Regions from separate parts of the Mus musculus genome. Here all the other regions are linked to region 5. The links are chromatin contacts, called in public HiCAR-type and HiChIP or PLAC-seq maps. All regions are on one chromosome and are shown on one strand. Each heading gives the region's core, a stretch centred on a gene start, on an enhancer-like site or on the middle of the called end of the contact. The rest is flanking DNA. Distances are from core to core; before and after follow the strand shown. Region 1 overlaps Chd7 (chromodomain helicase DNA binding protein 7). Region 2 overlaps Chd7 (chromodomain helicase DNA binding protein 7). Region 3 has its middle 19 kb from the start of Gm8273. Region 4 overlaps Asph (aspartate-beta-hydroxylase). Region 5 has its middle 5.5 kb from the start of Gm50597.

Evidence for each region. HiCAR-type assays count read pairs that join an accessible place to other places. HiChIP or PLAC-seq counts read pairs in DNA pulled down with a chosen protein or histone mark.
Region 1: a BATF HiChIP or PLAC-seq map of CD8 T cells shows a contact between it and region 5, with 5 read pairs. The contact joins two enhancer-like sites. A contact is called at or near these places in 1 of 484 Hi-C or Micro-C datasets (granulocyte-monocyte progenitors) and 1 of 115 datasets of contacts at active chromatin or transcription factors (CD8 T cells).
Region 2: a contact with region 5 is called in an H3K27ac HiChIP or PLAC-seq map of microglia, with 8 times the contacts expected there. The contact joins two enhancer-like sites. A contact is called at or near these places in 2 of 484 Hi-C or Micro-C datasets (bone marrow-derived macrophages and nephron progenitors), 10 of 115 datasets of contacts at active chromatin or transcription factors (CD8 T cells, T-cell acute lymphoblastic leukemia, bone marrow-derived macrophages and 5 more) and 1 of 9 other capture datasets (embryonic stem cells).
Region 3: a HiCAR-type map of Th17 cells shows a contact between it and region 5, with 9 times the contacts expected there. The contact joins two enhancer-like sites. A contact is called at or near these places in 3 of 15 datasets of contacts at CTCF or cohesin (embryonic stem cells and large pre-B cells), 41 of 484 Hi-C or Micro-C datasets (CD8 T cells, CD8 central memory T cells, the G1E-ER4 cell line and 25 more) and 4 of 115 datasets of contacts at active chromatin or transcription factors (T-cell acute lymphoblastic leukemia, Th17 cells, embryonic stem cells and 1 more).
Region 4: an H3K27ac HiChIP or PLAC-seq map of microglia shows a contact between it and region 5, with 5 times the contacts expected there. The contact joins two enhancer-like sites. A contact is called at or near these places in 2 of 484 Hi-C or Micro-C datasets (embryonic stem cells and nephron progenitors) and 3 of 115 datasets of contacts at active chromatin or transcription factors (T-cell acute lymphoblastic leukemia, acute myeloid leukemia and microglia).

Annotation. Positions count from the first base shown.
Region 1 is chr4:8,798,515-8,801,214 of GRCm38.p6, reverse strand. All of the region lies in intron 3 of Chd7 (chromodomain helicase DNA binding protein 7), which reads right to left. Among named protein-coding and RNA genes, the nearest start is that of Gm46841, 83 kb to the right of the region's middle. Within about 2 kb of position 1,439, at least 183 of the 459 cell types and tissues checked have an H3K27ac peak or open chromatin away from gene starts, as enhancers often do. A contact at or near this core is called in CD8 T cells, where this site is marked.
Region 2 is chr4:8,709,346-8,712,045 of GRCm38.p6, reverse strand. All of the region lies in intron 1 of Chd7 (chromodomain helicase DNA binding protein 7), which reads right to left. Among named protein-coding and RNA genes, the nearest start is that of Gm46841, 6.5 kb to the left of the region's middle. Within about 2 kb of position 1,360, at least 48 of the 459 cell types and tissues checked have an H3K27ac peak or open chromatin away from gene starts, as enhancers often do. A contact at or near this core is called in microglia, where this site is marked.
Region 3 is chr4:8,665,518-8,668,240 of GRCm38.p6, reverse strand. No RefSeq gene overlaps it. Among named protein-coding and RNA genes, the nearest start is that of Gm8273, 19 kb to the right of the region's middle. Within about 2 kb of position 1,385, at least 126 of the 459 cell types and tissues checked have an H3K27ac peak or open chromatin away from gene starts, as enhancers often do. A contact at or near this core is called in CD8 T cells, Kupffer cells, Th17 cells and 2 more, where this site is marked.
Region 4 is chr4:9,511,602-9,514,301 of GRCm38.p6, reverse strand. All of the region lies in intron 19 of Asph (aspartate-beta-hydroxylase), which reads left to right. Among named protein-coding and RNA genes, the nearest start is that of Asph, 160 kb to the left of the region's middle. Within about 2 kb of position 1,366, at least 10 of the 459 cell types and tissues checked have an H3K27ac peak or open chromatin away from gene starts, as enhancers often do. A contact at or near this core is called in microglia, where this site is marked.
Region 5 is chr4:9,114,678-9,117,377 of GRCm38.p6, reverse strand. No RefSeq gene overlaps it. Among named protein-coding and RNA genes, the nearest start is that of Gm50597, 5.5 kb to the left of the region's middle. Within about 2 kb of position 1,262, at least 76 of the 459 cell types and tissues checked have an H3K27ac peak or open chromatin away from gene starts, as enhancers often do. A contact at or near this core is called in CD8 T cells, Kupffer cells, Th17 cells and 3 more, where this site is marked.

The sequences.
Region 1 (2,700 bases), core at 190-2,689, 320 kb after region 5:
GTCTTGGGCGCTTTTCATTAAATGGTACTCCTAATTAAGGTTTGACAACAAAACTTATAATTGATGACCTTCAGCAAATTTCTCACCCATTGAAACAGAACTGGATGTAGAACTTTGAACACTTCACAGAATTCTACCCCCAGCCCCTGCTGACATACAAAGCTGTGACAAAAAACCTAGGATGTCTCTTTGCTAAAAAGTCGGGTGAAGACCAATTCTTTTAACCAAAGGGGGGAAAAATACCATCTAATGACTATACCCTTATTTCTCTGGCACAGAGTTTCACACAGTCATTTTTTAAGTCCAATGGTGACCGGTACATTTTTACTAAAAATTAATTTCCTAGAAATACATAATTTTATTTAATTCGGTGTTCTTGTCTATGAGTAAGTTTCCTTTTGGTGCTAAGCATTTTGGAGGGATAGCCACACTTGGCCTTCATTTCCTCCAGTGCTAGCAACTGGACATGCTGGACAAGAGCTCTCTCTACCACTGAGGCCACCACCAGCCCCACAATTAGCATTTCTACCAAAAGCTAAGTCTTTGAAATTATAAGCGTGTGCTTGTTTCTCACCAATAACTGAAGCTCGCTTTCCATGTTCCTGAGAAACACCAGGAGTTGAATGGTAAACCAAAACACAGGAAAAATAAAATTCTTGGGTTATCCCCACCCCCAAAACCGTTCCTCACAGTACTTTTAGAGCAAACACTCAGTGTTCCCTTTCATCTACACTCTGCACCCAAGACTTCTTACCATCAAATGACTGTTTGTTATATATACAACACAGAAAATGTATGATCCGAATACCAGCCTTCTGTTTTGTTTTGTTTTTTTTACTATTTCTAGGGTGCCTCAAGCTCTAAGTAGCTTGAAAAACTAAAGATACATATTTCAAAACCCCACATTTATTAAATGTTATAAAGTCCCAGAGAAGCTCACCAAGAGAGGCCCTAAGAAAGATGTTGTTGAGCCACTAGGAAGAGGCTGCAGCAGCTAATGATTCTAAGTACAGATGTGTCACGTTAAACCCTTCCAAAGTGTGTCAATAGCGTTTCCGGCACACACCTAGGGCAGCGTTCTCCACTAATATGTTTTTGATCATCTTAAACCTGTTGTTTTTTACATACTCAGAGCTTATTTTGATACATGAGCATTTTAGCATAGCAAACAGCTACATCAGGAAACAACTGAAAACAATTCAAGATGATCACAAATAGCAGTTACATTTCAAAAATTGATTTTATTTACAAAAAATTAAAAAATAAAAAGAGGTGGTGTGACTAAGTCAGAGAAATCCACAGACAGCAGAATATTTTTTAAATTAAAAAATTCATGCAGCAGTTCCTGAGGAGAGTGTCCTGGTGTTTACACTACACACTGACAGAAGTCTCCCCTACCATGAGGCTCCATTTCCAGCATTTATTTCCGCTCTAACTGCCACAAATTATACAATACTACAGCTGAACACTGGGCCCCTTTCCTTTCATCTGCACGCCAAGAGCAATCAGATTACCCTGGTAACCAGCGGTCACGTGACCAGCACCTGCTCTTTTGGCTGGATGCCACTGACTAAAGCCATCTGCTTCCCTCAATCAGCTTTCAAACACTCTCAACACCTGCGCTGCAGTGTTTTGTGGTTTCTTTTATAAAATCAGTGCAAAACTGCTTCCAAAACTTTACATATTTCTCGAATTTGTTTAAATCAGAGGTAGGTCTGTCAAAGAGCTGAACCACTGCCAGGTAAACTGAGCGGCGGTGCATGTTTTCCATGGTGACCTCGATCAAGCAGCGCGGAGGATGGAGTTCAAGTTTGTGGGGTTTCGGGCTGTGCAAGCGGCACCCTGCAGGAGCAAAGGCTGCCTGTCTGCTTAGTGCCCAGAGCCAGGTTTGAGGAAACATCTATTTGCTGGGGGACAGAAACACTAATGACTTTCCATCTGCTCCATCCAAGGATGCACTGTACAGAACCTCCAAGATGGCTGGAAGTCAGACAGGCAGGGCCTCTCCAAATGCTTAGACAAAAACCTCCCAGCCCAGGCAAGCACTTTCAGTTCTGATTACTGCAAGAGGCAAACTCATTAGAGCTCACGACATTCCTGCTGAGGCACAGCTAGGTTCTCCCACCCACCAGTATACAATCAAGCACCCTAAGAAGTCAGAAAAAGACTAAGGGGTCTTCAGTGGCCACCCAGACACTTTATAAACCAGGACAATATTCAATCACTTACATCACATCATTATGATTTTGGAATAAGCCAATCTGGACTCCTATGAAGTGTAATATTCAAACTGTTTTGACCTACGTAAAACACAAGTCAATTTTTTTCTTCTACCTGAAGTACTACAGAATGCTGGTTTCCACCAGACAGGAGTCAGCCTGAGCTCTAACCGCCACAGCTCCAACTGGGACTCTGGATAAATCACATCTAGTTTCCCTGCACCTTCATTCCCTCATCTATCCCATGAGGGCAAGATCTGCACCGCTCAGTATTTCTGTGGGTTTGAATGAGAAAAGACAAGAAAGGAGACAGCGTTGGACAGAGATGGTCACTCTCTGCACACCCCTGGAAGACAAGCAGCACATCTGTGCAGTGCATGCTCTCTCTCTGCGACCCAGACCCAGACCCACCAGTGCCAATTCAGTGGCGGAACACATGGAGAAAATCCACAAGCTTCGAGTATCAGCTCACTTAAAGAGC
Region 2 (2,700 bases), core at 111-2,610, 410 kb after region 5:
GGATGGGGAGTACATACGCAACCTGAATTCAGTTGTCGTAACCACTCAGGTCAAAGTTAGAAAGAATGCTTGAACTAAATAGGAAAGGGAAACTGGAGGGGTTTTTTAAACTTCTGCATGTTCCCACTTTTGCGCCCTCAACATGTATGAAAAAATTAGTGCTAAAGCAAGGGGGAAAGGTTGAAATATTTTCCACATTCACATCCAACTATACAGAGAAGCTATACTCTCTAGGAAAATCCTCATTCCCAACAAAGAACTCCCAATACAGCCACAGGGCAAAAAAAAAAAAAAAAAAAACAATCCACTCACTGGGCAGTGGTGGCACACGCCTTTAATCCCAGCACTTGGGAGGCAGAGGCAGGTGGATTTCTGAGTTCAAGGCCAGCCTGGTCTACAAAGTGAGTTCCAGGACAGCCAGGGCTACGCAGAGAAACCCTGTCTCAAGAAACAAACAAACAGACAAACAAACAAACAAAATCAATCCACTCACCAGTGATACACTTAACAGTAACGCTTACATTGGGAAGTAAAATGAAAGATACAAAGATTGCAGGGCTTCTTTGTACAGGTACACAAAACCATCACTGCAAGAGGCTGGGACTCAGAGTCAGAATCTAGTCCACCATAGTCCCCATTTCCTGCGTCCCTAACAAACTGGCCCATGGGCATTTCACACACACTCTCTCAGAGCTACTGAGTAGCCCAGGGCTGCGACCTATAAAGACATACCCAATCTCATTCATTCATATTTATATTCCCTCATTCATATACTCATTCATTCATATATTCATTCACTCACATATTCATTCATTCATATATTCATATCCATTCATCCCCATTCCCCCTCACCCCCAGCCGCATTTTACCTGCAGTCTGCTGATTTATTTGAATTGCTGCTACTGTAGATGACATTCTGAATTACCCCAATTTCATGTTGGAAAATAATGCATTGTGTTCACCTTCCATTAGATTATTTTTAGCCTAAACATAGTATGCACAAAACTTACTCTCATCGAACACTAAGACACAATTCAGACAGACTGCTGTAAATCCGTGAGGCCACCTCTCTGAACAGTCCTGTGCTATAAGGCAATGTCAAGAGCAGCACCACCACTGCCCTGGCCTTCCTCTCATCGCTCCTTTAGAATACATGCACAGGTACCACTGTCCCCTTCAGAGATGAAGCAACTTTCCCAAGATCACATGGGTAAGGATGCTAAGAACCAGGTCCTCACACAGAGCCCACAATCTCTAACATTCTGTGTGCTGCCTCACAAAGCATCCACCACTCAACTCCAAGGCCTGCTGGGTAGTAGCACATGTCAGCCAGCCAACCACAACCTTGGCACAGGAAAATGACCAGTGCGGAGTCCAGCCGACCCAGGCAGTGCAAAGGCAAGAAGCTTCCCCTAAGGTTCTACTGAGCCCTGGGCACACAAACAGAATTTTTTTTACAAAGCCCACTTCACTATCCCATTTCATACCAAGAGAGTACCTCAAGAGGACTGAGCAGAGCTTGGCACAGGTGATGAACTAGGTCCTTAAGCATTTGTTTCTTTTCATTTCTGTGTCTCATTTCTGTGTCGTCTCCTCCCTGAAACAGCAGCAGAGAGGCCCCGGGAAGGAAGAAGGAGAAGCTCCTCCCACAGCGAGGAGACATGGGCTGCTTACATCTGAGGTCAATCCCAGGCAAAAGGACTAATAGTCACCAGGGTGGTGGCACACACCTTTAATCCCAGCATTCCAGAGGCAAAGCCAGGAGATCTCAGGGTTTGAACCTAGCTTGGCCTAGAGAGTAAGTCCCAGGAAAGGCAGTGTCACAGAGAAACCCTGTCTCTAAACAATAACAACAAAACAAACAAAGACATGAAAAGAGTGGGTGCCATAGAACAGGCCTAGCTCTACAGGACCAGAAACAATGGTTAAGATATCACTGTGTGAGGCCAGGTGTGGTACCACACGCCTTTAATCCAAACACTCGGGAGGCAGAGGCAGACCTCTGTGAGTTTAAGACCAGCCCGATTCACATGATGAGTTCTGGGCTAGCCAGAGTTACCTAGCGAGACTCTGTCTCCCAGCCCCCAACAAAAGATATCAGTGTGAGTACAATCTGGAAGTGACTTCAAAATTCTGAGTTCATCTGAGTGGTCACACACTTTGGGGTGGCATTAAATATGTGGTTCTATAGCTAACTGTGTATAAACCAGAGCTGAAGGAGGGCCTCTTACATTATACACAGCTTTTCTGGTTAGCTGAGCACACTCCACATTTCACTAGACAAAAGGGGAAATGAAAGACTCTGACAGATATGTAAGCAGGAGGTGTCCTACGGTTGGTTAGCACGCCCTTGGTCTCCTAATTCTCTTCAAGAACACTGATGCTGTCCTCACTGTGCACTGCCCATTTCAATGCCTGAAAAGTAGGACGGTCATCTTTACCACGAGCTCCAGGCTTCCTAAGGACAACTGAGGCCCAGCAATCCTCCACCTCCTCTGAGTATGCCTTGGTCACCGGCATCCAAGCCTTGGTCCTGGCTCAATTCAATGAACACTTAGTATATGCCAGACAAGGGGAAGACCCACTCACTACCCTGTTTATACACAAGCCCAATTCCCCGGACAGAAAGAAACCAATCCCATGCCTTGAGCCCTGGCAGCCTTCAGCTCCAGCACCCATGCCCTGCTTCCTCTTAAAACC
Region 3 (2,723 bases), core at 136-2,635, 450 kb after region 5:
ATTTCTTTCTACTTTTGTGTATGTTCTGTTTCGTTATAAAAAGTTCATGAGGCCATTTGAAAGTCCAGTACTTCCCTATGTGGCGAGACAGTGCAGACATGGGTCCTGAGGAAGGCTGTTGGTGAAGCCCAGAGCATCTGAACGACCATCTTCTTGAAGAGGAGCAGGAAGCTTTTCTGATGAAACTTCACGGTGCTGGGGTTGTGTCTAGCTGTGGCCTACTAACTTTGTCACCTTGAGCTCATCTCTTACCTCCAAAGAACTCCAAGGCCAGCATCCTCCATCCTTACCTACCTGTGAGGCAGAGATAGTAATTGTGCCAACCGTATAGAACTCATTGTGCCAAAGGAAGCCATGCACAAACCCACCATGCTCCACCCAAGACAAAGTTAAATGTCCAATGGCAGTGTGGGTGTTTTATTTCCCAACAGAATGGTCACAAGAAATAAGGACATAGAGCCAGGTATGGTGGTGCTTACCTTTAATTTCAGCACCCTGGAGGCAGAGGCAAATGTTTGTGAGTTCCAGGCCAGCCCGATCTATAAAGTGAGTTCCAGGATAGTGAGTTCCTTTTTTCCTGTCTAAAAAAGTAGAAAAAAAGAAAGAAAGAAAGAAAGAAAGAAAGAAAGAAAGAAAGAAAGGAAGGAAGAAAGGAAAAGAGAAAGGAAAAAAGAAAGGAAGGAAGGAAGGAAGGAAGGAAGGAAGGAAGGAAGGAAGGAAGGAAGGAAGGAGAAATGAGGACAGGTCTAGAGTGTATAGTGCGACAGAAAACTATTGGAAGTGGCAATGGTGCCCCGGTGGAATGGAGGAATCTAAGGTCTTTGTCCACTGAGGTCATCTGGAGGTCAATGATGACATCATCATGTTCGGCTCATGATGATGTGTAGAATGCAACCAGAGAACAGATAATTAAGCAAGAAGCGCCAGTGGCAACGGGAACAGTGGAAGCTGTGTGCTTCCTTATTTGGATACGAGGAACTTGGGCAGCGAAGACAAGGGAGCCCTTTTGCAGAAGGATGGGAGTTGAGGGGCAGGAGACACTGTCCTCAGCTAGGTAGAGATGGGAGATGTCCAGCAGCCTGCTCCAAAACTCTGGGAGATTGGAAAAAAAAAATCCAGAGAGAGTTAAGGAAGGGAGCTGGGTTTCTGAGGTCTTGGTGGAAGGTGTCTGATGTTAGAATCAGCTTCATACAACAAGGATGGCCAGAGCAGCACAGGGTGGGCCCCCTTAGTGTCAAACGGGCAGGCAGGTGGCAGTCTATACCCTCTGTACTGTTGAGAAGAATGTTCTGTGGCCTTTGAAGTCACCTCCTTTATGTGACAGGAAAAGGGTGAGAATTAATCGCTTCTCTGAGTGGGCCGTGGTGGAATAGAGCCCCCCAGCTGCTGGAGGTGGAACTGCAGCTGTCTGATACTAGCGCTGGAAGAGAGCCCAGCCCCCAAAGCTAAGGGGAGACACAGCTCAAAGAAAACACAGCCTGCGACAGGCAGAGGCCCCATGGAGTGCTAGAACGGGAAACATTTTTTGTAAACACTGTTCTCTTCTCTCTACTCATCGCCTTTATTTCCACTCTACCTCATACCATGTCTGTCTCATCCTGATGTTAAGGCCAAAGAGCCGGTTAAGACAGGAAAACCTGTATCTGGAAACGTATTCACCTGCTTTGTGCTAAAATGCTCCAGAAGTATGGAGCGTGGCCTTCTGATAAGGGTAAGAGTTGGGAAGGATACATTGAAATCTACATTTGCCTACCCCACCCCTGTGCCTGCCCCTCTTTTCCTCTGCCCCTCCCTGAAAACCGAAGAAAAACATGCATGCTAATTGAACCCTCTGAGCTACACCCCCCACTCTTTTTACTTCTTAATATTTTGAGACATCTCACTAAGTTGCCAAGGCAGGTGTTGAATTTTGACTTTTAGTGTCTTAGCTTCCCCTCTATCACAGATCTGGAATTAAGACATGGCATAGGGACTCATTTGAAAAGCACTCTTGGGGCTGGAGAGATGGCTTAGAGGTTGGCTAAGCCATCTGAACTGACTGCTCTTCCAGAGGTCTTGAGTTCAGTTCCCAGCAACCACATGGTGGCTCATATCCATCTTAATGGGATCTGATACCCAATTCTAACGTGTCTGAAGACAGCGACAGTGTACTCATATACATAAAATAAATAATTCTTAAAAAAAAAAAACCAAAGCCCACTCGAGCCTTGAATTTGTGTGGGGCTGGGATACATTGTTTTTCTGCCAAGGCTTAGTGAGGCTGTATCTATTATCCCAGCTGTGGAAGCTGAAGCAGGAGGATCACTTGAACCTCTAAGTTGGAGACTAGCCTGGGCAACATAGTGAAAACTATTTCATAAAACAAAACAACAATAAATGTTCTTTTTTTGTGTGTGTGTGTGTGTGTGTGTGTGTATTTGAGTCAGGGTTTCTCTGTGTAGCCTTCCCTGTCCTGGAACTCACTCTGTTCACTAGGCTAAGTTCAAACTCAAACCAGCTGCCTCTGCCTGTCTCTGCCTCCCAAGAACTAGAATTAAAGCCTGTGTCACCATCATCTGCCTCAAAATGTTCTATTTTTAAAAAAGATTTATTTATTTATATGTAAATACACTGTAGCTGTCCTCAGACACTCCAGAAGAGGGCACCAGATTTCATTATGGATGGTTGTGAGCCACCATGTGGTTGCTGGGATTTGAACTCAGGACCTTTGGAAGAGCAGACAG
Region 4 (2,700 bases), core at 117-2,616, 400 kb before region 5:
AGCGAGTGTATCTATGTGTGTAGCAAAAGATAATTGCCTTTGAAAAGTATAGTTGAAATTAAGAAATACAGAGTTCTCTAAAATTGATTTAATTTTTAAAACCATTTACATATTTAATGTTTTACTTTGGAATTTCTGCAGTAGTCATTTTTAGAACCAACTATTTGACTAATCCTTAGCATAGTGGTCTTAACGTTTAACCATGTACTTTTCATTTTCAATTTAAGCTGAACATTTATAGCCAGGGCAGTGGCAGGTACCAACGCAAACATGCATGGATGCAGTAACTGAAACAAGTGAATTTTCTTCCTGATCATTACCTTTCTCCTGCGTACAATTGTCAGCCTGTGTAAACATGACATCAGTCGTGAGGTCATGTACCACAGATTTCTAGCCCTTTTATGACCCCCATGATTTGCCTGCCAATAAACAAGGCCTACCTCTTCCGCCCTATACCACTGTAGAAATTCTACTTCAGCTGTCTTCAGAGTCTGAAGATAAAAACACCAACACAACAGTGACCCTTTGTAACCACTGCCCTTCATATGTGACACCTAAGGACAATGCAGCTTCAAATTTCTAGATTTCATAAGAATATAAGACCCTCTGGGCAGCTAGGGGCTCAGAGAAGCAGTGTGACTGCGCAGTCTCCTGCAAGAAACAGGAGTTATTCCGAGTAGTAGCACTTTGATGATTGACACTGTTTTCTTTCTACCTTTCTATTCATGTGTACCTTCCTCCTTTAACCTACCAATCATCTGACTAAAATAGAACGACGCTAGAAGTGAAGAGGAGGGGAGGCGTTGCTGACGGCAGTCATTATTCTGTACCTTCCTGCTGTAAAAAGAACCCTCCTTTGGATGAGGAGGGCAAGAAAATGTCTGCCACAGTAGCCAACACTCGGGAAAAGTCTGTATTCAATTTCTGTAAATATAATTGTCACTAATTAATTTGTCTTTGAACATTCCGTGGTACAGGGCAAAGACAGATAAAAGAAATCTACTTTATCTCATATCTTAGATGAAAACAGCTCTTACTTCAAGGACAATGAATTCACTACTGAACACTTGTTATGAGCCTGGTGTTTAAGCCTAGGGGCTGTTATACCAGCATAATTATCATTAATATGCAAAGAACCGCACAGTTCCTGAATTTGGAAAGTTCATAAGGATTCATGCTTACACAGAACAGAATCAAGCCCATAGACACCCCATGTTAGCATAACCCAATACTAAGTGTGGAGTCTGCGTCAGAGCTTACCCACTGGGAAGCAGCCGCCCTCTGCGTTTGCCTCTGTGGAGCTCACTGCTGGTCTGAGAGAGGACGCACACAACTGGGAGGCAAACGCACAGCCTCTGCCACAAAGACTGCTGAGACAATGGATCTCTGTGACTATTTCTGGTAGTATGGAGGAGAAAGAGGAAGACAACCCACGGCAGCCCTGGAGCAGCCAAGCTTCAGAGGCTTCATATCGAGTCCACATTGTCTTCAGCTCTGGTCTCACTCTCCACATGCATGCTCACACATCTCCAGCCAGTCCGAGGGCACTGCATACTGCTCGCACAGCAAGCTCCCTTCTCCTCTCCGCCATTTTTCTTTTAGATGGTCTCAGGTTCCTTTATTGCCAACTCCTGAATCAAAATTGGGATCAACCTTAGCTCCTCCCTCTTTCTCTCCCTTCCTGAGGGCAAGTTCCAAGGATCAGAATTCCTGGGCTCATCAGTAGCCCCCCTTTCTTCAGGGCATGTTAATTCCAGTTTCTCATCAGCCACCTCAGTAACTCGTAAGCACCCCACTGTTGTTTCTTACGTTAGTTACACTTTCTGTCCAGCCACCTAATTCTCAAAACATTTGTGATTCAAAATAAAACAAAGCCCCATTTCTATGCAATGTCATTTATAGTTCAACACAGGTAAATTGTAACCGAGTGCTATACCCAAAATGTACCAACACTTCAGACAGGCCAGCCCAAGCTGAGCCTCTCAGGACAGATCTATCACACAGATTTCAGAATTAGAAGCTTTCAGTGTGTGTGTATGTGTGTGTGTGTATGTGTGTGTGTGTGTGTGTGTGTCTGTGTCTGTGTGTGTGTCAGTGCCTGTGTGTCTGTGTGTGTGTCAGTGTCTGTCGGTGTCTGTGTGTATCTGCATAAAGAACACATAGCAATAATTTGACAAAAATAGAAATGGCATTGATGTAAAATACATTTAAGGAGACTGGGATGTAGCACAGTTCCTCGATTGCCTGCCTAGTGTTTCTGTCCCCAGTTCCACATGATGTGGGTGTGGTAGAACATCCCATAGTACTATTGCTCTGAAAGGAAAGGCAGGAGGATCAGAAGTTCAAGGTCATCTTCAGCTACACAGCAAGTCTGAGACCCACCTGGGCTTCATGGCCCTGTCTCAAAAGGAAAAAAATAAAAAATAAAAAAGAGTACACATCACATTCACAAGTTTCTTATTTGACAGAATTTTTTTTTAGAAATTTTTGTTGTCATTTTATGTGTGTGGTTTTTAAAAATAATCTAGCCTAATTTGTTGAATCTATTCTATATTGTATGAATAGAAGCGATTTTCATGTTTCTAATCTATCATTGTGAGGATTTTATTTCTGATTAACATGACGAGGTGAGTGCCAATTCAAGGCTGTTGTTAAGTGCATGGTGCTTACTGCGCCTCAGTACGCACAGAACGGTGAGCA
Region 5 (2,700 bases), core at 13-2,512:
GTAGGGCTTAATCCCTGGGCATTATTAGATCCAGAGGACCAGAAAGTCTGCTGTGAGCTTATGCCTCTTAGAAATGGCACGGACGCTTCATAATGATACCTCAACAATATGGCTATAAAGTAAATATCAATAGACCCAGTAAGTGGAAGGGGGAAATCTGTGTCTCACCTCCTAAACAAAGAACTCCAGGCAACTCATGACTGTGGAGAGATGGAAAATTAGCCTCTGGCCAGATCAGCTCCCTAATGGGCTGTCCAATACAAAGTGAGTCTGTCATGAAAACATATACATCCAAGCCATGGATTTAGCAGGATATATTTATATATTAATGCATATATATGTAACAATAATAATCATGAAGAGGCCATCAATGTGAGAGGAAGTGGGAGGGGATGGGCGGGATTGAATGGAAGACAGGGATACAGTGAAGTAATGTAATTATATTCAAATTAATTTTTTTAATAAAAATGAAACAATAAAAGCCATAATACTCTACAAAGGAATGATAAAATCACCCTGACAGATACTTTGCCAATTTAGGAGTGTAAAAAGATTCTTGTTAAACTAATAATAAGAGACTATTTCCAGTAATTTCAAAACCATAGAAATTCTTTTTTAAAAAACCTAAAATGTAGGGCTGGAGAGACGGCTCAGCAGCTAAGACTACTCTACCAGAGGTCTTGAGTTCAATTCCCAGCAACCACATGGTGGCTTACAACCATCTGTAATGGAATCTGATGTCCCTTTCTAGTGTGTCTGAAAACAGCTGCAGTGTACTCATATACATTAAATAAATAAATAAATAAATAAATAAATAAATAAATAAATCTTTTTTAAAAATTAAAATTTTTTTTTGAAATATTGTTCATTAGAAATGAGAGGTTGAGGAATAATTTAAAGCATCACTATTCATATTTTTTTAGTTTGCCGTAATTAAAAATGTATTTGTTGCAATTTTCTGGTCTTAAAACGTCAATGACTTTTGTTCTGTATCAGGAACAAGAGATTTAAGGAAGTTACAAAATCACTGGTGGAATTAACATTTTCTTTTTCTAGACAAAAAGGTCTGAATTATAAACTTTTTAAAGCATCACGTATCTCTCTGGTTTTTACTAATTTGTAAAAAGCAGACACACTCATAAAACTAGAAGAAACCACAAACGTTAATAGGGAAGACAGTAACGTTTTGGTGCTTCGAACTGTCAGAGTCTTTTTCAGAAAGGGCAACAGATGTGGGGGAGGGGCTGTGGCTTCTCTCAAGAGCCTTCCCTTGATGACTAACACCATCTAATCACGTTCTTTCTGAACTGCCCCTTCCTCTGGTGGGAAAGCCTTATCATGTTCACCGCCTTCTGAGAAGTCATAAGATCAAGCTCTCACGTAGCCTTTCATTTCCTGGTTTGCTGTTCTTTGTTCCTCTTCCCACCCCCCTGTCCCACCCCCACCCGCACCTAAGGTGTCTTTCTGCAGCTCAGGCTGGCCTCAAACTTGCCACAGCCCTCAAGAATCAGACTTCTTACGGTTGGATTTGCAGGTGTGAGTCGGGTCAATAGTTTTTAACTCGCAAGAAATCATAAGTAGGATTCAGGATACAAGGGAGCCGAATGATGAATTTGGAAAGCTGGCCCCTAAGCTGCAGGAAAAAATCAGGCAAGTTCTACTCCCAGCCTGAGCACCTTGAAATAATCTGGTTTTACCACAACTCTGAGGGCCATGAGTACAGGTCTTACTCCCCTGCCGTACCTGTGGCTATGAGTACTTTGTAGATGAGGCCATCATGATGTGCGGCATGTGAGTGGTTTTGAGTGACAGGAACTTATGACAGAGTCCCTGTATTCTTTCCCACAGTCTTTCTGCCTTCCTCTGATCCGTCCTTAGGAGGACACATAGATTAAGAGGACAAACTCAAATTATCTCCCTTTACCTGGGTCATCTCTGAAACTTGATTCAGTCCTACTAGAGCTAGATACTATCAGATGCTGGAACCTGGAAAGGGTCACTGGAGCCTGTCCCTCAGCCGGTGGCACTACTGGAAGGTGGTAGAACTTGTAAGAGTGGAGCTGTGGACCTCTGCTCACTGGGGATTCGAGCCCCTTTCCCTCTCTTGTTGGTCTCTCAGCCATGAGAGGACCCACCTGTGCTTCTGCATATTGGGAAGTCAGGGACTCCAAAGGAGACCAAATGCCAAATGGCCCTAAACTGAAACCTCCAAGCCTGGAATTCAAAATGAGCCTTCCCCTCTATAAGCTCTCTCAAGTGGAAAGGTGACTACCACGCCACTATGACTGGCTTTGCTCTCTTCTGAGGTTTTAGCATTTAACCCAGAGGAGACCTGCGCCAAAGGTTAAGTGCTCACTCCCCATGGGCACGGCAGCATCTTAGTTCCAATTCCTTACCGTTCACTGTATCAGCTATTCCTATTGCTGCTGCATTCCCATGTCTCCATGTCCCCAGCCTTCTTCCAGGAGGCAACTTTTCCAATCTAAGTACACTCCATATATTTGTGTGCTTTTATTTCACTATAAAGCTCAAGAAGTTCCATGCTACGCTACCTTAAACAACATAAGCACAGAATATACTTCCTGCTGTATCGATGTACGTGAGCGGATGGGTACGGTGTCTGCTGTGATCCGATGCCTCTGCACGCAGTTTGCTTTGACATGACAGCAAACATGCTTTGAATGCTCCCGTCCTTCTTTG